5 separate regions of the Mus musculus genome follow, and all the other regions are linked to region 5. Evidence: chromatin contacts called from public Hi-C, HiCAR-type and HiChIP or PLAC-seq data. All regions are on one chromosome and are shown on one strand. The core of a region is the stretch at or near the end of the contact, and the rest is flanking DNA. Distances in the headings are between cores, read along the strand shown. Region 1 has its middle 44 kb from the start of Gm31739. Region 2 has its middle 11 kb from the start of Gm31739. Region 3 has its middle 8.9 kb from the start of Gm31739. Region 4 has its middle 17 kb from the start of Gm31881. Region 5 holds the start of Ptgfr (prostaglandin F receptor).

Region 1 (3,107 bases), core at 397-2,896, 200 kb after region 5:
TGGGACAACATTCCTCCAAGGCTCAGAAATATTGTGACAGGTTGGGAAGAAAGCCTCTGTAAGGCCCAGAGAACGAGCTGGAGTGGTGTCTCCCAAGCAAGGCATGGCCAGTGCCCTCTTGAACTCTCGACAGCTATGATTATCTGCACAAGGCTTACACAAGATTGCACCCATAAACATTCCATCGTGGAGGCGCTAAGCACTCATTAGGTTTTATCCCTCCTTGAGTTACAGTTGTTGGGAGAGAAAGAGGTATTTTCTTAGCCCAAATTCCTATAAATGACCGTTCACCTCTGCTCTTGTGAACAGCCCAAGTTAGACTCATTGGATCACACATACCAAAAAAAAAAAAAAAAAAAAAGTTTAGAGGTGACGCCTTCATGAAAGTCTCTTTGAGTCTTCTCCCAGGTGCGTAGACTGATCCCCCTTACCTTCTCGTTGTGAGTACCACGTGATCTGACCCCCCCCCCTTTCAGATAACAGTTCAAGAGGGCAGCAGATTTGCCTGCTGGCTCCATGGCATCCCTGGGGTTCTGAAGAGTGTCAACGAGTTGAGCAGATGAGGCTTACACGTTCTAGAGATGGACAGGCAGACAGCCAGCGTGGAAGATCCTGTCTAGAACTCCAAGCTTCTCCGATGGGTGGCACTGCCTCTCTCTCCATTCTTTTCCTCCCCATCGCGCTGCTCTCAAAACCCCAGGAACCTTTAACCACTTGTTGCTCAACCGTACCTTTGTTTCCCTATCTTTGTTTTCTGATTCTCAAAATACAGTTTCCCTACATAGCCCTTTCTGTCCTGGTGCTCACTCTGTAGCGAAGCTGGCCTTGAATGCACAGACAGCATCTGTCGCTGTCTCCTAAGTACTGTCCTTATGCTTTTGATCAAGTTATCCCTTAGTCTTCCGAAACTCTGTCACAGCGCATCATTTCTTCCATTCCCGTCTCACTGCCACTCCTAGAAAAGTCATTCTGTGTCAGATCAGACATCTCCTTTTAAAAGGCTGCTGCATCCCCCATGACTCCAGCAAACCCTCAGGGGTGTGTATGTCCACCTCTGCCCTTTCCATATTGTAAACCAGTCTCTGTCTCCACTGTTTTAATACACTACACTATGAACTCCTTGAGAATGTGAGCCATTTGTCCCCTCCTCCTCCTCCTTCCCCCTCGTCTTCCTCCTTCTCCTCCTCCTCCTCCTCCTCCTTCCCCCTCCTTCTCCTTCTCCTCCTTTCCTCTTCCTCCTCCCCCATCCTCCTCCTCTCCCTCCCCCCTCCTCCTCATCTCCCTCCTCTCCTCCCCCTCCTTCTCCCATCCTCCTCCTTTGTTATGATCTCAGGCAGCCCAGGCTTGGCTAATTTCACTCTGTAACTGAAGATGCGCTTTGGTGCTAGTAATACAAGATTGCACAACCACACGCACTTTATAAGGTGCTAGGAATCGAGGTCTAATCCGTATGTCAGGTCATAGCCATGCGTTTGTTGGCCTGGTCTAGAAGTTCAAGTTCATCTGTTGACACTCTAAACCAGGTAGAAAAGCAGCTCACGGTCCCAAGCTTCTTTGACAATATCATTGGACAGACAAGCTCATAAGCAGGTCAGGACAAGGGACCAGGAAGCAAAGTGACCAGAGAACATGGGAGGAAGCTTAAGTGGTGGGAAATTCCACCCATCAATGAATCAGTCATGGTGGCTTCTGGGTGAGTAAACCCTCAGATGCTTTATTGAGCCCAAAAGTCATTTTGAAACGTCAGTACTCTCTAGAAAAGCTATCATTAAACTCTCTTGAGAGCTTCAAGTCATTTTTTTTTTTAGTGCCTCCGGGTTCTGGTTTTCTTCTGCTGCTTTAATGCACAACTACAAAGCTGTGGCTGCAAACAGCACTGCTGTGTTATCTTGCAGTGCTGGAGAAATCCAAAACAGGGTGATGCTAACATCAAGGTTTCAGCAGGCTTGTATGGATTCTAAAGGCTTACTTAGGATCTGCCCTTGCTTCTCCAGTCTCCAGAGGCCTCCAAGATGCAGAGCTCCTGTCTGCTCCTAGCAAAGGCAGCACATTACCGGAACCTCCTGTGACTCACTCTCAGCCTCCACCTCTGTCCTAGAGAAACCATCTGGTTAGACTGGGGCACCCAAATACTCCAAGATACCTGCCCCCCACCATAATCACATTGGCAAATCTTTTTCTAGGTGAGACAACATGTCCACAGGTTTCCTTTTTTTTTTTTTTCTTTTTCTTTTTCTTTTTCTTTTTTTTTTCTTTTTCTTTTTCTTTTTCTTTCTTAGTGACCATATGGGAATTTATTTTAACATTATTTTTTATTTTATTTTATTTTTAATTTATTTTTTACACTCCATATTCCATTTCCTGCCCCACCCACCCACCCTCCATCTGCTCCACATCCCACACCTCCTCCCCACCCCACCTGACCCTCTAAACTCCCTGGGGTCTCCAGTCTCTTGAGGGTTAGGTGCATCATCCCTGAATGAACACAGACCTTGAAATCCTCTACTGTATGTGTGTTGGGGTCCTGATATCAACTGGTGTATGCTGTCTGTTTGGTGGTCCACTGTTTGTGAGATCTCAGGGGTCCAAATTAATTGAGACTGCTGGTCCACCTACAGGGTGGCCCTTCTCCTCAGCTTCTTTCAGCCTTCCCTAATTCAACCACAGGGGTCAGCTGCTTCTGTCCATTGGTTGGGTGCAAATATCTGCCTCTGACTCTTTCCTAAATAGGGTAACATGTTCAAAGTTCCCTTGGGGTCATTATCCTGCCTATGAGAGGTCTAAGGATCTTCTCTAGGAAGGAGAAAAACACAGGACTACAGAGACGGCTCTGTTCTTCCAGAGGACAGAGTTCAATTCCCAGCGCTCACATGGCTGTTCACAGCTGTCTGCCACTCCTGTTCCAGAGCCTCCTCAGGCACCAGACATACACACGATGCGCAGATGTACATGCAGGCAAAATAATCACACAGAAAAAAATTAAACTTAAAGAAAGTTTTTTTAAAAAAACTTAGCTGTTAGTATTACAGTCAATCGTAGTAGAAACACATCTACACCTCAGAAGCTCCTGCAGGACAGGCATTGACAAAAGCGGAGGTGTACACCCA
Region 2 (3,167 bases), core at 602-3,101, 140 kb after region 5:
ACAGCTACAGCATCTTCCTGACACCAGCTGTGCTCCCTGAAAGTCATGGACTCACCCTCTGAAACTGTAAGAAACTTCCCTATCAAATGCTTCTTTTATAATCTTCCTTGATCATGGTGTCTCTTCACATCAATAGAACAATAACTCAGACAGTTTATGATGAAGGCAAGTCAAGGGAAAGCAGAGACCTTTTGTTACTAATGGAGGCTGCTGTGCCACGTATGCATCCTTGTAAGCTGTTTGTGGAAATGTCACATCTTAGATGGATTACTCTGTGTCATTTAAAGTCACCAAGGTCAAATCGACAAAAGTTGACAGCTACAGAAACAAGCCAAGGAGGAGGAAGTTAGGCCTTGAGGACACTGTTCAGTTTCCCATTATTATGACTTTAAAATACGATATCGTTGCTTTCCACAAGCACCTGGCCACATCAACCATACTCTACCATACATCTACCATACATCTACCATACTCAACCATACATCTACCAGGGCATCCTCATGAGGAGACTAAGAACCTGTCACCGCATGAGCTCAGGAAGACCCCAGCCAATGCCACATTAGTTTTACTGGTACTTTCTTCTCTTCCCTAGGCATTCTAAGGTTCTTGTTCTGTTTCATTTTGTCTTTCCTTTTCTCCCTGTGATTTGTCACTGTTTTAAGTGAGGATAGCAATGATAATAGTGGAGGGTAAACAAAAAGACCATTAACCATTTATCTGTATACTTGATACTTTCCTGGAGTCGAATGAAAGGCCATAAACAGCACTTCTCTTAGGTGATGCATATAGCACTTGCATAAGAATTACCTCGACCGCTTATTAAAAAGTGCATCCAAAGGGTTGTGCCAGGCCTGCTGATCAACGTTCAGACTCTAGAATCTGCACATTTGTTCTACTTCACAGAGTATCCATTGCACAATAAAGTTTGAAACTACAGCAAAATGCATATGAAATATTCTCAACCACACCTTTTTCCGACCTCCAAACCATCCATCTGACCAACAGACATAGTTCTTGTGCATCAGAGATCGTGTGTCATCATCAATACACTGTTTAAAACACCTTTGCTAAGCAATGTATCCATCATCAGATCAGATGCTGATTTATAAAACAAAAGGATCATAGCAGATATAACAGATACCAGCAAATATTTACTGATTGAACAAATAAACAAACCAAAGAAATGCTCAGTCTTATGAAGGAGACCCTTTTAAGCATGCTGTTCTCTTCTATAGGGAAGCTCATATAGTAGGAATCTTCTGGCCAGTGGTTCAATTTGACACATTCCTCAAGTACTTACCACATAACCATCTACTTTCTTCTCCAAGGACTTCTACATATACAGCCACTGGTGTGGTCAGTGATTTCCTAGTTGAACTATAAGCATAGTGAAGTATATGCTCTATTTCCTCAAAGGAAATTCACAGTAGATAAAATCTTTAATATCTCACAGAATGGTGCTCCCTTGCTGACTCTGTTGGGAGTTGAAGCCAGTGCTTTCCACAAGATTTTCTGAAGCACTCCTCTCTGCAACAAGTGATGTCTTCTCAGAGAAGGACCAATTAGTCTCCATCACTGAGCATTTTCAATATAACAGGGACCATGTTCCTAAAAAGACATGATGCTGAATAAGATGGTACAGCATACCCAAGTTTCCAGAGAACCCATCGGCTATCAGATCACCATGTTTGATATGAACAAGGGATCTCTCCCCCAAGAATGAATGAATTCTAAGACTATTACTGGAATGAAAAACAATCCATCTACTGAGCAGAAGAGGAAAGCAGGCTTTAGCTGACCTGAGCTTCAGAGTCAGACATAATGGCTGTCAGATGGTCTGACAAGCCGCACACGTGAGTCACTTAGACTCAGCCTCCTGAGTCATTCTTACTGTAACAAGTTGTTCTAGAATGTCATACTTCATAGTTTACTTGAGACTTGTAATGATACTACTGCTCTTGGTTAAAATGTTCAAAGGCTCAGTATTCTAGTCCAAGTATCGCTAAAAAAATTTAGTCCTTGGAACAAACTATTTAATCAGGTTTTTATCAGGCTGCAGTTTAGTCTAAGTCATCCCTAACTCATTTGTTTGTTTGTTTTTGTTTCCTCCCCATTTCCTACTTAAAACATATACAAATATTCCTCTCAGTTTCTTCTTTTGTTTCTTATGTCCCGGGTTTAACTCTCCACATCTGGAGTTTCAACAGATACCCCTCTGAAAGGACTCTTTCTTTGACATCACTCATCCTCTCTCTCTAGAGACTGCTGTGGTTGCTGCAGAAGGAGCTTGAGCCAGTAGAAACCTGAGCTTGAACTGGCTAGTGTATGGGGATGTGGCCTTGGAAAGGCAAAACCAGAGACATGTTTAGACAGTTGAAGCTCAGAGTCAAGGAAGTCACAAGTAGACATCAGTAAGAGCCAGGGAGAACTGGCAGACAGTTTACTCAGTGAGCCAGCTGGTCAGCACTGGAGTCAGGATGGAGGATTAGGGATAAATTCTGAAAAGTGTAATTCCTCACTTCCCTTTTCTTTCCCTTGCCTCATGAACAGTGTAGTTCTACAGACATGAGTAGAAGTGTAACTGTAGAATTAATACTGAAAGCAGCAGCCATAGAGACCTGGAGAAGGTCAGGAAAGACCCCTGTGAGCTGCAGCTTAGAGTTCTTTCTCTCCTGCCTTGCGTGGCGGTGGGGGGCGGGGGGGTGTTGTGCTGACAGGGGAGTGGGAGTTGGTTACAAGTTTGGAACTAGACATCTTTCTCTTCCTTGACTGTCATTCCAGGTCTCTGAGCCTTACAAGGTCCCACTCACTAATTTTCAGAACTCTTCCACATTAACTAAACCCCCAATGCAGCTGCATGCCTGTTACCCTGGCTCCTCTTTGTGAGGGAAGAGGAGGGACATGGTGAGCTACAATCCTCAGTCACCCTGCAGCTCCCAGAAAGCAGCTTTCTTTTCTACACTTTCAAAACTTTTTATTGATTCTTTATGAACTTCACATCATGAACCCTAATCCCGTTCATCTTCTCCTCTCTTCATATCTGCCCTGGCACCTTCCCCCTCAAAAGAAAAAAAAATCAAAATTAAAATTAAATTTTTAAAAATTTTGTTATGGAAGCTGCAGTGTGTCACAGTGTGTCACAGGGTACACCCTTTTGTTCAAACACC
Region 3 (2,824 bases), core at 242-2,741, 160 kb after region 5:
GTGGCATGGCACTAGCTTAGTGCACGATAAGAGAGGTAATAAGGGAGTGTCCCTTGAGACATGGAATAGTTTCCAAGTGTAGCACAGTGGCCTAGCTGAAGAGTAAGAGTGGGGCATAGTATTGAGAAAATGAAATGCATTTTGAACTTCTATTGAGTAAAAAGTGGTGGTTGCATAAGGTCTAGTGGGCTAGAAGAGGTATTTTTTTTAAAGACTAAAACTCTCATACCACTGACCTGATGTTCAATGGAAAGAAGATGATAAGCCACCTCAGAATAGGGCAATGCAAAGAAGTGAGTGAGACAAGAGCAGATGTTAATCATAGAACAAAGACCGAAGACCAAAGAACAACTAACCAAGCCAAAAGATGGGTTTTGAAAAATCAAAATCAATATACTCTCAGATATTTTCATCAAGAAAAACAAAGAAATGTGGTGATTGATAGACTCTCATAACTAGTCCAGTATGAGACTGAAATTCTCAGTCTTAAATGGGACATCATCATCACAGTCCCCTCCTCCCAAGGCTCATCATCATGGAAGAGGGGACAGACATTTTTCTAAGAGCCAGAGGTAGTGGAGGACTGAAGAGAAGCATTGTTTTCCAGATGTGACAGAGACACAGCACGCATGACCTCACAACAATGACTGCTTGCACAGAACCTGCACAAGATGAAGCCAGAAAAAACATATCTGGATCGATGGTGGATGGACTTATAAAGTCCTACCCCTAGATGAGTAGTTATTGGCAATATAATATATATATATAATATAATATTGCTGAGAGACAGAGGGAAACAGAGGGAGACAGAGAGATAGAGACAGACACAGAGACAGAGACAGAGACAGACCATATTCTTCAGGGATGAGAGCCCTGATAGGCTTTCTTTGTTCCACTGTACCCAGAATGTAGCCCTACTGGTGGCATTCAGTGGGCTCAGTAGATTTTTAAAGAACACATAAACTTTAGAGGGAACAGTAGTGGAGGGTGGGAGGAGTTAGAGGGAAGAGAGAGGGGATTTCATGAAAATACATTGTACACATGTATAAAATTCTCCATCATTTTTTAAAAAGCAAAGGAGATGTTAACAAACAATAAAAACAGTACTCTAAAGAAAGCGGTCATCACAGCAAACCCTTCCAATACTAAGAGAATAATGAGAGAATGTGAGCAGTTTTATGGCAAAACATTCATTGCCATGTAAAACTAATTTTCCTCGGGGAGCTTGTGTCTGCTTTGTTTTGTTGTTCTGTTCTGTGTACTTTTAAGCAAAAGGGTGATGATTGTTGTTACGCTCAGTATTATGCAATGAGAGTGGCCTGACTCTGGGTCACTTCTCTGTCACTCCCAGGAAACTAAATATGACCAACAGGAGGGAAGATGAAGAATTCCAAACAGCAAATTTGCTGTTGACACCATGTGGACATGTTCGTAACGTCTGATGGGAGCTTTGCACTTGAATACTTGGGAAGAAGCAACATTGGCAGAAGGTAGTCTTCCAACAGTGTAAGCCTACTACCTCCAGACCTTTGGAAGGAGTGAAGGACTGTAGTCACCATATGGCTGTTCAGCCCAGCTAAGTTTTGTGCTGTGCTGTGACCACCCATAAGCATGACTGGATTTCTGTGCTAAAGGAACAGGTACTGACCCTCCTGAGAAAAGAGGGGAAAGGCAGAGCATAGCTTGAAAAGTTCTCTGCATCTTCTCACTAGTTCTTTCACTTGAGGCTACACACACATGCACACACACACACATACACACACCAAGTGCACATATACACACACATATGCACACCCAGTTCCAGATGTCTTGGCTTCACCCCTTCCTTTATAGCTTCTTCATATTGATTTCACCATCTTGACGGGAACCAAAAAGCAGTTTTTCTCTGGAACATCGTCTTCACACCTTTAATTATTGCTGGCCAGCATCCAAAGTACAATTCCCGGCTGTCTGCTCTCCTCCCTCACAGTCCCAGCTTCATTTTGCTTTGGGCTTATTTCCTTCAGACCAACTCTACTGTTCTCTGACTCAAGTCTATTTATTGTTTCTCAAAGAAACTCCCCGCCAAGTTTTATGGCATCCCCTACCTCTTCCAACTTCTTGTCTTAACTGAATCCTGGATGTACCCCAAGTACATAACTCCCCTGAAACCCGTGAGATGTGGGATGAAGTTCCCTACATCCATCAGGCTCAGGTGTTAGGTCAGCCCTCTTATGGAGTAATGCTTCCATCCAAAATGCTTGCTCTTCTTCCAGCAAAACAATGTATAATTAATTCTTTAGGGGGTCACACCTGCCCAATTCCTCCTCACTGCTATCAAGGGGCATCCACCCATCTCTCCAATTAACCAGAGAGACCATCAACAACTTAGTCTTTCTCCTACCATCTAGGGTGACTTTGATGTCTCTATGTGCAGCCCATTCACCATCTTGTCCTTCAAAGACTGTCTCTCAGCACCACACCACCTCAACTAGCATTCCAGTACAAATCTTCATTCATTTGGAAGATGCCACAAACCTAGAAATATAGTCTGGATTTTACATGATTGTTTTGTTTAAACCTAACAGAATTATTACAACTTAAGTGTCCTTATTACATCCATTTTCTAAATGAGAAAATGAAACTTTTAAGAGTTTATGTAATTGTTCAAGTTGGTCACAGGTTCTTAACAAAAGGGCCCAGATTTAGGGTATGGGGTATATCTAGGTGGGAAGGAAAGAGAGACTATAAAGTCAAATATAGGTGATTGGTAATCAAGTCTCCTATATTCTTTTCTCTTTAGATATGAGAAGGTGGCCATGCATTGATACAACGGTGATTTGGA
Region 4 (3,137 bases), core at 308-2,807, 230 kb after region 5:
CTTCTCCACTACCTTAGGGCTGGTGCTCAGCAAAGCTTTCCTTTCTAGAAGCCTTACCTGGGCTTCTTCTCAGCCAATCTCCACTGCACTTCACTTTTCCTACCTAAATAACTCACATTATTAAACTAGTCCTTAAGCATCTGGTGATGACAACTGACTTTAATGCTCACGTGATTTTTTTTCTTTTTATTTATTCTTCTCTCCTATGTTACATCCCAACTGCCGTTTGTCCTCCTTCCCCTTCCCCTATCTCTTCCACCCCATCTCCCCTTTCCCTTAGACTCATAGCTGCTTCACCTCCCCTCAGAAAAGAGCAGGTCTCCCAGGGACATCAACCAAACAGGGCATAAAACACGCTACAGTAAGACCAGGCGCATATTCTCACATCGAGGCTGGATGAGGCAACTCAGTAGGTGGAAAGAGGCCCCAGTGGCAGGCACAAAAGTCGGAGACAAACGCATCTCCCTCTATTAAAAATCCTACAAGAATACCAGCTACATGATCATAACATATACGCAGAAGACTGCCTGTCTGTGTACTAGATGCTGTCTGCGGAGATCTGTGGGGCTCTGGCCCCTCCAGAGCAGCCAAAGAGTTGTATTTTCCAAAGGGGAAGAGGAGTCAGTCTTACACTGCAGGACACTGTGCTGGTAGGTGAGGGTTGGAAGTGGGGAGATATCAGATGTAGGCCAGCTGTCTGCTGGGTCTTTTCAGCAGCTGCTACTCCAGAGGAGCCCGCTGAGAAGTTGAAAAGGCTCCAGGGGAGAGTATCTCTTGCCCAAAGTGTTACAGCTCTATACAGCAGACACTCAGACAGTCCTTGACAAAATAACGAGTACTTTATTCCTGTCGACAGGGTCTTATATACACTTTGGGGTGGATTGGGGTCTAAGAGCAGATGCTTTCTGTTGGCTTACCCCGAGATGTTAAGGATGCCTCATCTGCCTGTGCATGGTCACCGTCCTCTCCGTGGGGTGTCACAGTCATGTGTTCTAGCACAGAAATCTGGTCCAGAGTAGATGAAACACCTACCATATGCAGGTATGAGGGTCCCGGGGTTTCTGAATCCACTCGACCTTACCAAGTTGTCTGGCATGGTCCGCTGCACCACAGAGGACTTAGGTCAGACCCATACAGGCAGGAGCCCTGATCTCTGTGAGCCCGCTTGAGTCCTGGAAGATTGGTGTCCCACATGACTTCTAAAGTGGTGCTTCATGTACGCTGAAATATAAACAAAGTCCTCCATCTACATTGACCAATGTAGCGCCTACGGGTGTGTTCAGTTCACCGCTCATGCGCAAAATCCTCTTCTTCACAGGGAATGGTGCTAATACTTTAGATTGTGAAAACCAGGTTAGCTACCTTTCTTATGTGCCTATGTGTTGTGTATTAGATTCTTATGTATCTTACCAGCACACCTACCCGATTGGTTAAAAACAAAAAACAAAACCACATGAAACCATTGTCTCGTCCCTTTTGTCCAGATCGTCACTATCTCCTGAGATTTCGCTCCTCAGCATCTCTCAAAGCCACTCACGCCTGTCTCCATTTCAACCATATCGCCATCTTCTGGTTGTAGAAAGCTGCAATAATCGCCCCTCACAGTGGCCCTGCTCCCACTGTCGCTCCCTCAGTCCGTTCTGCAAAGCCAGGTGTTCTTTCTAGACTCTGTAGCTCTCCGTTCACCCTTGCTGAGCTCCGACAAGCCAGGGGCTGCTTGCCCCTCCCAAAACTGGTACTTCCCGAGGCTGTGTGTTCACATTCTCCCTCGCCTCTTGATGTAGCTGCTCCTTTGCTTCAGCCATTCACTATCTCTTCTTAACCTGGACTTAAAAGAAGACCCATCCCCCACGGGAACAGGCAGAGCTGCAGATCAGACCTTCCCAAAGAAGGGATGTCTTCCCCTAAAAGCCATTTTAGCGGGCAGCCCAGAGAGCTCAGACTCTGCAGGCAGACTGTAGTAGAGGCAGAGACCTGCCCCGAAACTCAACAAGTTATTTCTTGTGCCCTAAGAGGTCTGGATGAGGGCACAGATGCCACAGGGGCAGCACCTCCCCACAGAAATGAGGAGGGTGTCAGAGAAATGGGGGCTCACCCTCCCGGTGTCAGCAAGGCCGAGCGAATCTCCCTTCACGTACACTACTGTAGCTGGCCCGGTGTTCCCTTAAACAAGTTTCTAGAAGTGGGACAGAGTCGGAGCAAAGGGCAGCTCTGAGCCTTTTCATCCACGTTATCAATCAGCAGACAGCGCACAGATCTCCGTTCCCTACAGCAGTGGAGGAGGGCAGCCATTCCTTCACACTGGGCTGGGCTGACCGGGTTAGATGATGCCTCCTTATTGGTTCAGTTGGAATTCTGTACCATTGAGGTCAACGCGCTTTCCACATGGTGTGCCCACTCATACACTCCCTGGCTAGTTTTCTTTCTTCTTTTCTAACTCCTTTGATAATCACCCTAGCCCATTTTTCTAATGAGATTTTTCATCTATTCTTACTCGTTTATAAAATGCAAAAAAATACTTAAGCCATCCTCCTTCACCTCAGAATTATGGCACACAGGGCAGGAGTCAGACTCACAAGCTTAATGGCATGCATGATGCTAAAAGCAATTATTTCCATATTTATCCAAGCTTGTACTTAAAGCAAAAAAAGAAAAAAAAGAAAAAGAAAAAAAGAAAGAAAGAAAGAAAGAACTTCCTTGAAAAAAAGACAGAATTTTAGAGGGGGTCAGTGTGAACAGACCATGGAAATGTTAGCCTTAACATCTATTAGTACTAAATTTTAATCTTAATTTTTAAAAATTGAATGATTATTAATACAGAAATATGAAATTTTGTTACAGATATACTTTATTTAAGACATGTTGAAGGCATGGAGATCTGAAACTCATGAGAAAAAAAATCTGATCGTAATCTCTTGCCTTCTCTATCAAATGGAGCCACCATCAGAGAGAACTGGAGATAACTTTACCAAGCAAAGTAAGCCAGACCCAGACAGACAAGTGCTGTCCACTGTGGGATATAGTGAGAGCCCTCCACAGTCTCATGAATCAATTTTCACAATAAAATGCCCTGATATATCTGTGTATGTCTGTATATAACCTATTTGTTCTGTTTCTATGGAGAACCTGGGTAATAT
Region 5 (2,854 bases), core at 304-2,803:
AATTACCAGTCAGTCATCTGACATTTAGAACCAAGTGCCTCAGCACCCTGGGATGGGGTGGATTTGCCCAGCCTATCATAAGTCAGGTTGCAGGACCCTGCCGCCAGCATGCATCTGTTCTGGTTGTCTCTCTTTCAAGATAAAGATACCGCCCAAACTGACACCATCAGTTCACTTCCCTAGAAAGAGAGAGAGAAATCTAAAAAAAAAAAAAGCCATCCTGATGTATCCTTGACATCTTGAATCATTTGAAGTCTTACTAAAGCACTAAGAAGGTTAGATTTCAAACCAATGGAGTTTTTAACGCATAGCAATCTATTGAAATAACTAATCCTTTAAAATCCTGTTCTTTTCTCTGTGGGACATTGACCCCTCCCCAAGTACTTGATCCACCTGCTGGTCATAAAGCCAAGGTCATGAAAGGGCAACAAACAGAATCAATCTCTCTCTCTCTCTCTCTCTCTCTCTCTCTCTCTCTCTCTCTCACACACACACACACACACACACACACACACACCTCACACTCAGTCACACTTTGACTCATGGAAGAGTGTTGAGGCTGTGATTTCTGATCTAGCCTTCTTTCACGGGGCAGAAATCCCTGCACCAAGATGAGGAAGGGTGCTGTCAGGTTACTGTAGCCTCCAGTGAGAAATGCTGTACTGTTTGCTGTTTGGGTTTTTTGCCCCTAATGTGTTGAGTCCTAAGTCCGTGCTAGCTTCAGGACCACACCACTGGATAATTAGATTGTTTTCCCAGAGCAGCTTTCCCGGAGGCTGGGGATTTGACAGCCCAGAGGCTTTAGGTGCCTGAAGGAAAGAGGCTGGCTGCCCCCTCGGTGTCTTACTCACATTTCTACTTTCGACAGTTGCAAAGCCCACACCCCAAGGGGCCTCAGCTTGCAACATTGCCTCTAAACCTAACCAACTTGCTGAAACTTTTTGCAATTTCTCAAACTCCGGAGAGTTCTTTTCCCTCCCACCCTGGGGGGCGCCAAAGGTCTGCGGCAGCCGGGGTAAGGACCATGTAGTGCAGCCAGCAGGGAATCTCAGGGAAAGAAAGGGGTAGCCCTGTGTGCGTGCTTCTCTCCTGAGGGTGGTGGAAATCCTTGCTACTGAGCCCCATCCTTACAGTGAAGCCCCCAAGCCCTTCTTTCCTCATAGCACACCACGAATTGGGTCCAAAATCCCTGCCAGTCTCAGCCTATAGTGCTCTCCAGCGGGACCCCTGCAGCTGTTGCCACCGGAGTTTATCAACCCTGGGTTCAGCTGGAGAATCCAGGGACCGTGGGAATCCGGCCGTGGGAATGCAGCCACGGGGTTTTTACCTCGGCATCCTGAGCCACTGAGTGGTTGTGTCCGGAGCAGAAGAGCGCTGAGCCCGGTGTTCCATGGCGCAACCAGCCCTGCGCAGCCGCAACCTCGGGTTCCACCTCTCTTTCCTCCCTAGGACACTTCTGAGCACTGGATCACCCGCAGGACCTATTGTGTCCTGAACTCCAGAGCACCTAGAGATGCTCCCAGCCTCTGCAGGGTGGAGGGCTGGGTGACCTCCGCCCCTTCCTCGTCTCTCTCCTCTCCGCCCACTTTCTCTGCCCGCACAGGGTGAGGCTGCTGCACGGTCCTCTGATGCTTTGGCCACCGAGCAGCAGAAGACAACGCTTTTAGCCACCAGGCAACTACGGAAAGTTTTGCTTTAAACTCGTTTCCAAATGAAAGAGGTCATTTCCGAAGCTTCAAGACAGAAACAAGGAAAACCAAGGCATGTTTAGAGCCTGGTGTGTGGGATTGTCGGGTACAGCTTATGGGGAATGAATTAATTCCAGGTCCAACCAAAAAGGGACGCGGAAATCTGGGTAAAGGTCTGCCAGTTTGAAAGAGAACTTCTAGCAGATATCCACAGGGAGTGAATTAGAAGTTCTGGGCAACTGCTGTAAGAGGAACAGCCTTAGGCTCCACTGTCACTGGAGTGCAAGCCGGGTAAGAGTATAAAGGGAAGTGAGAGCTGCGTTCTTAAGCACCTGCTGGCCTGGGATTCGAGACCTTTTGGGAGCTTCGAAGTCCTTGAGAGAATTTCTAGTGACATCCACAACAAAGGATATACACCTTATAGATTTTGTAAAATGTACTTTGTGTTCAAGTAAAGGCGCGCTCATTTTTCATTAAGAACTGTTATTTGAGCTTGTTAAACGTATAGTGCTGTGTGAACTTGTACAATGTGAGTTCTTTTCACTATGATTGTTTTTTAGCTAATAACATCCACACCTCTGAATATGTCATTTCCAGCGCAGCACTTGTGTGCCCCTATTACCTCGATTTCCCTTCTGGCCCTAGCAAAAGGTTGTCACTAGCTGTGTAAAGAGTTCTGGAATCTGCTTCTCCATTCCAGAGCCAGAAGGTGCTTCCAAATTCCTGAAGATCGAAAGGGCTCATAAAGTGCAAAGGCAAGATAAAATAAATTAGCCATTAACTGTAGAAAAGTCCGGCTGCACACTCTCCCCCTGTGGTGGAGACAGAGCAGTTTTAATTGATATTATCATAGCGTGTTTAAACTGTGACTTGGGTATGGTCAGAGAGGTCAATGTTTTGATTAGTTGGAAAATGCTGTGTCCCGGGATGGCCAGTATCCAAAGAACAACCCTGTCACAAGCCACACTGAAAATGTGACACGGAGTGCCACTCTTTCCTTTAATGATTAACAGTCCTTGGTTGCAGCTCAGTGTGTTGATGGTTTTCCTTGTGTTTCTCTCGTGGAAATGGCCCTCTATGGGGGGGGGGGGGGTCTTCTCTGTCATTCCCCTGTTCTCACCAAATCTTTGAAGTAGTGAATTCTAGAGCCAGATTTCGATTTGGGA

The links. Hi-C and Micro-C count contacts between places; a contact is called where the count stands out from the background. HiCAR-type assays count read pairs that join an accessible place to other places. HiChIP or PLAC-seq counts read pairs in DNA pulled down with a chosen protein or histone mark.
Region 1: an H3K27ac HiChIP or PLAC-seq map of the NIH/3T3 cell line shows a contact between it and region 5, with 4 times the contacts expected there. The contact joins the enhancer-like site here to the promoter of Ptgfr in region 5. A contact is called at or near these places in 9 of 39 promoter capture datasets (the 3T3-L1 cell line, 3T3-L1-derived adipocytes, Sertoli cells and 4 more), 5 of 484 Hi-C or Micro-C datasets (cumulus cells, liver, nephron progenitors and 1 more), 6 of 115 datasets of contacts at active chromatin or transcription factors (the NIH/3T3 cell line, embryonic limb bud, fibro-adipogenic progenitors and 3 more) and 2 of 9 other capture datasets (adipose tissue and liver).
Region 2: a contact with region 5 is called in a HiCAR-type map of fibro-adipogenic progenitors, with 5 times the contacts expected there. The contact joins the enhancer-like site here to the promoter of Ptgfr in region 5. A contact is called at or near these places in 10 of 39 promoter capture datasets (the 3T3-L1 cell line, 3T3-L1-derived adipocytes, cranial neural crest and 5 more), 7 of 484 Hi-C or Micro-C datasets (the C2C12 cell line, cumulus cells, embryonic fibroblasts and 4 more), 2 of 115 datasets of contacts at active chromatin or transcription factors (the NIH/3T3 cell line and fibro-adipogenic progenitors) and 2 of 9 other capture datasets (adipose tissue and pancreatic islet).
Region 3: a Hi-C map of uterus shows a contact between it and region 5, with 2.9 times the contacts expected there. The contact joins the enhancer-like site here to the promoter of Ptgfr in region 5. A contact is called at or near these places in 8 of 39 promoter capture datasets (the 3T3-L1 cell line, 3T3-L1-derived adipocytes, cranial neural crest and 3 more), 6 of 484 Hi-C or Micro-C datasets (embryonic fibroblasts, nephron progenitors and uterus), 1 of 115 datasets of contacts at active chromatin or transcription factors (fibro-adipogenic progenitors) and 2 of 9 other capture datasets (adipose tissue and liver).
Region 4: a contact with region 5 is called in a Hi-C map of uterus, with 6 times the contacts expected there. The contact joins the enhancer-like site here to the promoter of Ptgfr in region 5. A contact is called at or near these places in 12 of 39 promoter capture datasets (the 3T3-L1 cell line, the C10 cell line, the HPC-7 cell line and 7 more), 1 of 15 datasets of contacts at CTCF or cohesin (the NIH/3T3 cell line), 22 of 484 Hi-C or Micro-C datasets (brain, brown adipocytes, cardiomyocytes and 12 more), 11 of 115 datasets of contacts at active chromatin or transcription factors (craniofacial prominence, embryonic basal ganglia, embryonic forebrain and 7 more) and 3 of 9 other capture datasets (adipose tissue, liver and pancreatic islet).

The regions. Positions count from the first base shown.
Region 1 is chr3:152,031,080-152,034,186 of GRCm38.p6, forward strand. No RefSeq gene overlaps it. Among named protein-coding and RNA genes, the nearest start is that of Gm31739, 44 kb to the left of the region's middle. Within about 2 kb of position 1,647, at least 14 of the 459 cell types and tissues checked have an H3K27ac peak or open chromatin away from gene starts, as enhancers often do. A contact at or near this core is called in the NIH/3T3 cell line and uterus, where this site is marked.
Region 2 is chr3:151,976,005-151,979,171 of GRCm38.p6, forward strand. No RefSeq gene overlaps it. Among named protein-coding and RNA genes, the nearest start is that of Gm31739, 11 kb to the right of the region's middle. Within about 2 kb of position 1,852, at least 41 of the 459 cell types and tissues checked have an H3K27ac peak or open chromatin away from gene starts, as enhancers often do. A contact at or near this core is called in the C2C12 cell line, the NIH/3T3 cell line, embryonic fibroblasts and 3 more, where this site is marked.
Region 3 is chr3:151,995,955-151,998,778 of GRCm38.p6, forward strand. No RefSeq gene overlaps it. Among named protein-coding and RNA genes, the nearest start is that of Gm31739, 8.9 kb to the left of the region's middle. Within about 2 kb of position 1,492, at least 7 of the 459 cell types and tissues checked have an H3K27ac peak or open chromatin away from gene starts, as enhancers often do. A contact at or near this core is called in fibro-adipogenic progenitors and uterus, where this site is marked.
Region 4 is chr3:152,065,289-152,068,425 of GRCm38.p6, forward strand. No RefSeq gene overlaps it. Among named protein-coding and RNA genes, the nearest start is that of Gm31881, 17 kb to the right of the region's middle. Within about 2 kb of position 1,558, at least 10 of the 459 cell types and tissues checked have an H3K27ac peak or open chromatin away from gene starts, as enhancers often do. A contact at or near this core is called in muscle stem cells and uterus, where this site is marked.
Region 5 is chr3:151,835,975-151,838,828 of GRCm38.p6, forward strand. Ptgfr (prostaglandin F receptor) reads right to left here and starts at 1,554. Exons shown (of 3, transcript NM_008966.3): 1 at 1,328-1,554.